3 separate regions of the Mus musculus genome follow, and regions 2 and 3 are each linked to region 1. The links are chromatin contacts, called in public HiChIP or PLAC-seq maps. All regions are on one chromosome and are shown on one strand. The core of a region is the stretch at or near the end of the contact, and the rest is flanking DNA. Distances in the headings are between cores, read along the strand shown.

Evidence for each region. HiChIP or PLAC-seq counts read pairs in DNA pulled down with a chosen protein or histone mark.
Region 2: an HNF4G HiChIP or PLAC-seq map of pancreatic cancer cells shows a contact between it and region 1. The contact joins two enhancer-like sites. A contact is called at or near these places in 1 of 39 promoter capture datasets (hippocampal neurons) and 2 of 115 datasets of contacts at active chromatin or transcription factors (memory CD8 T cells and pancreatic cancer cells).
Region 3: a contact with region 1 is called in an HNF4G HiChIP or PLAC-seq map of pancreatic cancer cells. The contact joins two enhancer-like sites.

What each region holds. Positions count from the first base shown.
Region 1 is chr15:59,002,492-59,005,290 of GRCm38.p6, forward strand. The region is part of intron 3 of Mtss1 (MTSS I-BAR domain containing 1); the gene reads right to left. Among named protein-coding and RNA genes, the nearest start is that of Gm41330, 9.4 kb to the left of the region's middle. Within about 2 kb of position 1,385, at least 181 of the 459 cell types and tissues checked have an H3K27ac peak or open chromatin away from gene starts, as enhancers often do. A contact at or near this core is called in pancreatic cancer cells, where this site is marked.
Region 2 is chr15:59,637,068-59,639,866 of GRCm38.p6, forward strand. No RefSeq gene overlaps it. Among named protein-coding and RNA genes, the nearest start is that of Trib1, 10 kb to the right of the region's middle. Within about 2 kb of position 1,469, at least 18 of the 459 cell types and tissues checked have an H3K27ac peak or open chromatin away from gene starts, as enhancers often do. A contact at or near this core is called in pancreatic cancer cells, where this site is marked.
Region 3 is chr15:59,522,807-59,525,605 of GRCm38.p6, forward strand. The region is part of intron 4 of Nsmce2 (NSE2/MMS21 homolog, SMC5-SMC6 complex SUMO ligase); the gene reads left to right. Among named protein-coding and RNA genes, the nearest start is that of Gm36677, 94 kb to the right of the region's middle. Within about 2 kb of position 1,390, at least 149 of the 459 cell types and tissues checked have an H3K27ac peak or open chromatin away from gene starts, as enhancers often do. A contact at or near this core is called in pancreatic cancer cells, where this site is marked.

The DNA.
Region 1 (2,799 bases), core at 135-2,634:
AATAAATTTCTGCAGCGAACACTACACGCACAGCCTGCTGGTGCGACCCACTTTTCAGGTGGCACTTGGGCATTTGGCCACTGAGCGATGGGCATGGTCACGTGCATTCTACAGACTTGGGATTTCTTTGGCACTAAAGTTGGCTATAAATTGTGTATAAATGTGCATGTGTATGGGGGTGGGGGGAGTTGTATCTTGTTATGCTTAAGGTAGCCCAGCCATGTGCCTGAATGGGTCAGTTCCTACAGCTCTCCCAGGACAAAAAGCCTTGATCTATCCTAATTAGAGTGGTTATCTCCCCATGGCCATGCTGAGTGGCTGGTGGCTAAGGAGGCCAGCTTGGCCTTATCCTTGGTCACTGTGAGAGCCAGCAGAGGGTCCTCCATTGTTACTGTCTCTGATACAACTCTTCTGCTACTCCATGGAATCACCTTATTTTATGGTGCCCTGGCTTATAATTTCATTAGGCTGCTAACATCTTGCTAACGGGGTTGCTAAGCAAAACAAGAGATTATCGTTCTCAGGAGTCCCTCTTGGGCCTGAGACAGACACCAAGCATCCGAGTTAAGTCCAGAGATGGTCTCTAAGACTTAGCTAGCATTTCAAGATGCAAAGGCAATTAAAAAAAAAAGCAGCTTACCACCCAACTCAGGCTCCTGTCAAAAGCCCATGAGTATGTATGCAGTGTGCATGCATGCACCTGGGTAAAAATGTGCACACCACATGCACACAGACTCTGAGGAGGTCCGAAGAGGGTATCAGATTCTATGAAACTACAGTTGTCGATGGTTCCGAGCTACCAATGTGAGGACCTGGGAGGGGAAGTGAACCCAGGTCCTCTGAAAGGACAGCTCGCACTCTGAACAGCTGAGCAAGCTTTCGTGGCCATGTTTTGATTGTCTATACACTAGGAAAATATAATGGCAGTCATTAGTGGAGGGAATTTATCCACAGAAGTTTTCAAAGCACAGAGAACACAACGGGAGCTTTCTGGCAACTGTAACAAATGAGGCTTTCTTTGCCTGCAAGCCTGGCTGTCCCCTAGCTGTGGGCATTGTGGCCTCATGATTCCACGGAGGAAACAGAAGCAGCCAACCAGGCAGAGCCTCGGTGGGGCTGACCTCAAAGGTGCTATGTAAGGGAGGGTGGCCTTGAACTCCTGACTCTCTTGCCTCCACAGACACCATCTTAAAGTTCCTTTACAAGCTTGAGGAGACACCTGAGGGCCTGCTGCTTGGTCAGGGCTGGAGAACAGGTTTATTTTCCTCACCATAACCTTGCACAACAGCCTTAAATCTTTGCAAAGGAATGAAAGGTCAGCACTTGCCCTGAGCAGATGCCAACAGCACTGACTCTCTGGGTGACACCACCTTTGCCTTTCAGGGCTGGCCGTTTGATTTAGAATGTAAGAGTGCAACAGGAACTAAGCAGGGACTTCCTCTGCATCCATGGAAACGGCAGACTTAATTCTCAACCTGCCCTCCTCCTCACCTCCCATGTCAGTGATTCGCGTCTCAACCATCCTGGGAGTCAGAACACCAGGAAATCTGGCCTCTGCCTAGGGAGGAGAAGCAGCACTGGGCTGAGGCCGGCTGTATTTGATTCTCTTCCAAAGAGGTGTCCTCCCCTTCGAAACAGAGGTCGGGCCAAGGCAGTGCTGTCAGTGAACTCATGTGCTAATTTAAAGGGAGATGGGTGGGATCAAGGGACAGTTCAGCAGTGAGTGGCCTTAGAGAACCTGCAGAGTCACTTCCCCTGTGGAGCTAGGAGTCAGTGAGAAAGCTGAACAGGGTGGGGGTGAGATGAACCCTGAGAAGAAGGAGGAAGGAAGCCCAGCCCCGGGGACCGGGGACCGGGAGGGCAGCTGTTGGTGGGCTTGACATCTGTCATCTGAACAGTGAACCCTTGCAGAAATGCAGGCGGGCAGGGCGTGGATCGCTCGCAAAGCCTTGGCCTTGGCCCAGCTGCCAAGGGGAAACAGGTGGCCAGCCAGTCACCTCCCTCCACACCCTAGAAGGGACAAGATTGAAGGCACACTGGAGTCTCAGTCAGGACAGCATGCTTCTGTGGGGGTCTCTAGCGGCCTGCCTTGCCCACAAGTGGCATGAAGACACACTTGCCGTTCTTGGGTTCCGTGCAGACTATAAACCCAGGCGTGAGAGCTGCCATGGGAACACAAGAATGATGGAGGCTGAGGCTGAGAACCCACCCTGAGAACACACGTTCCTGTAGGTGCACTCACCAGAGGTAAATGAGAGAGGCAGCCAGAGCCCAGCAGTTAAGGCAGACACATTCCGGCTGCGAATAGGGGACTAGTAGAGCGCCCCATAACCACACAGTGAAATGGTATAGGTAGGGCCCTCTTTATAAGGTCCTGTAGCCCCCACGTTTTGTCAGACCAGAACAACATGACTTCACTGATGGGGTCCTTTAAGCTGGAGAGGGGAGCCCCTGGCAGAAATCTAATAAAACATGTTTGGTAGTCACTACCCATACAAGGGAGAACCAAGAACATTTCGATTTGTTGATGACAAAAGGTTGTGGCCTTGCTCCTTGGACCTGGAGGAGCCCTTTCTTCTACCAAGGAAGGCAACTGCTTAGCAGAGCCACCCAAGTGCCGTCCACACCCTACCACTGAATTAATAATGCTGAGTGGAGCTTCAAAGGAATCCCCAACCATCAAAAAAAAAAATATGCTTGGAAAGAGAAAAGTCACATCTGAAACAGGAAGAGGCATGGAAGAGGCATCTGTTTCCCAATCTCCCTCCACGGTGGAGAGCCACACCCTCAGGCCCAATG
Region 2 (2,799 bases), core at 219-2,718, 630 kb after region 1:
ACTTGAGTTTGATCTCCAGGCCTGGCATGGGAAGACAGAGCCAACTCTTGAAAGTGGTTCTCTGACCTCCACACACTGATAACCGATAAACCTTGGCATGTTTGTGTATACTCACAGATTAAAATGGGGCCACTGAGGTGGTTCAGAGGTGAAAGGAGCTTGCTGCCAAGCCTGAAGACCTGAGTTCAATTCCACATGGTAGAAGAAGAAGAAGAAAAAAAAAAAACCCAAACTCCTAAAAGTTGTCTTCTGACCTCCACACATGTGCCAAGGCAGGTGCATATTCAAGCACACATATACATGAAATAAATAAATAATATTAACTAGTTAATTCATTGAAATGTTATAAATTTGTTTTAAAGCAAACAGGTTCCAAGGAGCAATGCCTAAGAAAAGTTAACCTCTGACCTACACACATACTCACACACACATGCACATACACTCAAACACTTGTGTATACCTGCACACCCACACAAACAAAAAAAATAGAACTATTGTAAGAATAGTGAAAGTTATGAGTCATTTTGTTTCTAGAATGCACCTTACAATATACTTTAAATTTTTTTTTTTTTTTTTTTTTTTTTTGGGGTTTTCGAGACAGGGTTTCTCTGTGTAGCCCTGGCTGTCCTGGAACTCACTTTGTAGACCAGGCTTGGCCTCGAACTCAGGAATCCACCTGCCTCTGCCTCCCGTGTGCTGGGATTAAAGGTGTGTGCCACCACGCCCAGCGCTATACTTTGAATTTTAATGGCAGGTAATAACCTATAGATGAACAGCAATTACTGTGTGTGCATTCTTAGTTGAATGCCTGTACCTGCCAGCCAGCTGGACCCCCAATGTTTCTGAGACTTGATCTTGACCTTGCTGATGAGGGCTGGAGCTATCATGGATGGAACTGGTGTCTCTAAATTCTATACACTAGGAATGGCTCCCTCCAAAGGACAGAGGCTCAAGAAGTGTTCTGTCCTAACACTCCCTGCCAAGTGCAGCACGGGATCAGAACCGAATCCTTGAGATGACTTCTCTCACAGGGACAGGGATAACTTTGAGTCACGCTGGCTGTCAGACCCTTCTTCATATCTGCTACGTTTGCAGGTTCCTTCTGTGTAAGCCACTTTCTGATAAAGTGGCTTCCTGAGGCCAGCTCATCTGGACTCAGTAATGTTTTCATTGATCTGCTGATGCGCGCATCCTGCTGGGCCGGATGGAAGGCTGCCTCTAACAGCCAGATTCTCACCGGGTATCAAATTCCAGGAACAACTTCATGGCTAGGCACTTCTGACACTCCCATTGTTAGTGAGCTCAGCCTTTGGTTGCAGAGGTAGGTTTGTGAAGGCCTTCCAGTACAGCTGGCCTCCTGCTCCTCGGAGTGCCTTGCCTCTGTGCTCTGTGTCTAACACAGTGCCTGGTACAAAGTACCATAAGGTGCATTGTTGCCACCAGTGCAATCAACATGGAATAGATGACAAATGACTCTGGCTTAGGCAAAATGAATGACTTCAAAATAGTTCACAGATCCCAGATCACATTACTGTGAGTTAGGCTCTCTCTGTCTCTGTCTCTCTGTCTCCGTCTCTGTCTCTCTCTGTCTCTGTCTCTCTGTCTCTCTGTCTCTCTGTCTCTCTGTCTCTCTCTCTCTCACACACACACACACACACACGCACGCACACACACATAAGAAAAAGGCAAAAACAGCCCATGGATGTGTTTCTAACCTGTGTTTGGCAAATGCTTTATGTCTTTATGTGTCAAGATGACTCAGAAGTGTGCTGGGGCAGCTTCCAACGTCTGAAGTGGGGCCTCTCCAGACAGATTCTGGAGGTGTTCAAGGGGCTACCCAGATCTGGATTCTGTCAGGACAAGAAAGGTGGCTGTGGCTAGCAATCCCCCCCCCCCCCCCCCCCCCCCCGCTACTGTGCATATCAGGGAATAAGCCTGGCTTTCATTCTGCTGGCCTGAGCTCTCTGACTGGTAGAAGGTACCACCCACTGCAAAGGGTGCCTGTTCTAGCCAGCATCAGTCATCTTTATCCATTGCTATGACAACCAAAGGAAGTGATTTAAATGGGGGAGGAAACTATTTCAGCTCACAGTTTTGAGGGTAAGGCCCTCCCAGCAGGGCAGGCGAATTTGTGGTGTTGGGGCTACTCTGTCTGTGATGGCAAGCGCTTACAGCTGCTGCTTCTTCACATCTTGGTAGACAAGGAAGTAGAACTAAGACCAGTTCCCAACGACTCACTCCTGCTGCCCAAGCCGTAGCCCCAAGGTTTCCAAACAGCAAGGGTCACATTCAGACTATACCAGTGTCCTAGCACCTTTTTGTTATGATTTCTTATTATTCCAGAAAGTTCTGGAACTGTGTCCACATGTTCATTCCTAGGGAACAAACCACCCCCAAACTGGGGAGGTTCGAAGAGACAGAACATGCAAGACCTGTCTATGGTGGGGTGAGACTCTGGTCCAAGGTGGACTCTCTTTCCTGAGACAGTTTCCTCTCTCTCCTTCTTGCTCCCAGCAGGACAGGGCCACAACCAGGATAGCCTCCTGTGACCTTGTAGGGCATGGTATTCTCAAAGGCTATAGGACTCTTACCTGCCTGCTTGGGGCTGTAAGTTCCATTGTCCTGGTGAACTTGGGGCAAGCTGTGTGACTCCTGGTGACCCAGCCAGGGGACTCTGAAAGCATGTTTTCCTTGGACTTTGTTGGCCAATGTAGTCATGGGGAAGCTAGAGTCTAGGAGCTCTGTCTCTCAAAGGGGAAAGTGGCAAAGAACTGAGCAGTGGTCTGGGCTAGGCAGACA
Region 3 (2,799 bases), core at 140-2,639, 520 kb after region 1:
GGTTTCATTGTGTATATTCATCAGCGTCTATTTTCTTCTCATCCCTAGAAGCCCAGTGAAGTTAGTGCTGTCATCCCTGATACGTATGTGCAGAGAAAACTCATAGAAGTCACTCTGCTTGTAGGGGGAAGAACTTCCTGTCTTTCACAAGCCTGCTCGATGCCGTCACTTCTGAAAAGCCTTAGTATGCCCCTAGCCTTCCATGGCACTGTTCACTCATGGGCGTCTCTACAGAAATGACATTGTGCGTGGCTCCTGTGCCAGGTGCATTACGCCCTCCTCCTTGCCACTGCTTACATGAGGGCTTCTGGTATGTGGGGTCTTTGACAGTTTTCACTTTCTGTCTCACACTCCATATGCCAGTCTTAGCTCTATAACCTCAGACAAGTTATGAGTTCCTCAGGTGGGTGGAAGTGTTTCTTCTTTTATGTGACCCTTGTTGGACATACATAAGGGATTGTTGCGTAGTGACCATTTCCCGTCTGCTGAGTTGGAGGCTCTGGGACATGAGTCTGGTAACGTCTTCATCACTAGGCTGTTCTTCAGATCTCACTTGCATCTTTCTGTTGTTCCCTGCAGAGGGCCTCCCCTTCTCCAGTAGCCTGTCTGCCTCTTCCAGTCAAGCACTGGTAGTCCTTAGATATGACGAATATGGTGACTAACTGAGAAGCCTCTTTGTAAAGACCTCAAAAGCAATCACAGGTTTAAATGTGTGTTTGCAGATAAATACATACATATGTTTGCATATAAACAAAGATTTTGTCATCTTCTTTAAGTGCTTAACTCGCATGTGCTTACTAAGACATCTCTGCAGACTGTAAATTAAAAGAATAGCCAGCCACCGAGAGTTCCAAGACCAAGAGTTCCAAGACAAAAAATCCGCAAAAATTCTTTGAAAAATTTTTGGCTAGAAAATTATTTTAATTGACTTTTTAGTACAACTTTTGATGTTAAATATAATGTCAGTGGCAGAGAATCTAAAATAATAAGCATACTTGGGATCTTTAAAAATCCATTGTCAGTGTCCACCATGTGCAGATTTTAGTTGATTATAGTGAAATGACTGGCGGGGAGAAAGAAAGGTGTTCTAGTAAGTACTCATAAGGAATTCCAGAAGCTTCTGGGAGCTAGGACCACTGGTTCTGGAGGCACTGCACCATCTTTGGGTTCTCCAGTGGCATGGAGGGCTGCTTCTGAGCAGGCCTGGCCCTCCTCTCAGGTTTGCTTCTCAGCTTTCCCTGGTTCCTTTGGAGGAGAGGAAGTGTGTGTGTGTGTGTGGGGGGGGGGGGGGGTCTGGAGAAGCCTGAGGGCAGAACCCATGGGTTGCTGAAGTGAGCGAGCCCTGTGGTTGCCATGCCAAGGCCTGGCTGGTGCTGGCTCAAGCTCCGTGTTTGCTTTGTGGGAGCATGCCGGAACTGACCTTTCACTTGCCCTTCACGCTCTGGGTGACTCAAACGCTGAGCCATTGTTTTAGGAACTGATTATGCTTTGACAGTATGGCAGAGGTATTTCCTCAGTGCTGGGCCGAGGCTGGGAGGTGGGTAGATTTTGGTATGATTTTGCTTCAATTGGGAGGACCGCTTTTCTCTTTCTTTGGGTATTGTTTTGCTTTTTCCATCTGTAATACACATGCCAGTCCCAGATGCTGAAATTCACCTGAACCTGTCCAAAAATTGCCAAGAGATCTTGTAGCTTTCACTGGCAGCTTGTAGCCTTAGTGTGGCATTTCTGTTAAAGGCTCACTCTATCCTTGCCATCATATGGAGGCCAAGAGTCAAAACAGACAAATGTGGAAATGTAAGCCATATAAAGCTCTGTGCTTGTAAATCTTCATAGTAGAGCAACTATAACAGTGTGAAGGGAGGCTTTTATTACGTAGATTCATGGAATCTGCCCTCTCTGAAAGTTTGGAGTTGCCGGTTAAATACGTATGTATTTTTCAAAGGAAATCATCAAAAAGGACATTCCGCTCTTATTACAAAGTTATTTTAGGGGTAAATATTTTGATAGATGTGGTTCGGTGCACCTGGGAGCTGAGCCGTAGCTTGAGGCGGTTAGAACAGATGGAGCTCTGAGATAGTTCAAGGCTTGGGTTTTCCCCTGTGCAAGCACATGGCTGGTGGGCCGCAGGAACCTTAACTTTCTCCATGCTGATGTTAGAAAAGTAGCTTTCTTATGGAAAGGTCTCATTACTGAAGCGTTCGGGGACCATCGTAGGTCTTCTCTGAAATAAATGTATAGTGAGGTCTGTTGTGTACACACATTTTATTAAGAGAGAGAATGCAGTCTCTGGCCAGGAGTAAGTCATGTCAGGACTGCCTACATTTGCATCAAATGCAAAGGTCTGGGATTTGGGCGCTGACTGACTGACAGGAACAGCAGAAGCTTAGCAAGACAGAAAGACTGCTGTGAGCTTCCTTCTTTTTTGAAGTTGAGTTGAATCACTAGTCAGATTGAAATCCTAGCATATAATTTTTAAAAATAGTCTAGTGTGTCATCCAACCTTGTCAGGAAATCAGTGTACACGAGCACAGCTCTGGCTGCTTCCCGTGCTCACCTGCCATTTCAGTAGAGAGCTTGCTTGGCTAGGGACATTCTACAATTCTAACACTTCTCCCTCTTTGACTAAAGTGATCTTTTGTCAGCCATGAAAGTATTTGTCCTTGTGAAAGTCACCTCGTAGGAGCCGGGTGGTTTGGTAACCTGAGTCCAGTCATGGGGCCCCGTTCATAAGTTAGTGATCTTGGAACAGGGACCATGTTTGTTGGTGTGATTTGTCTCTGTTTTGGTTTGGTTTTG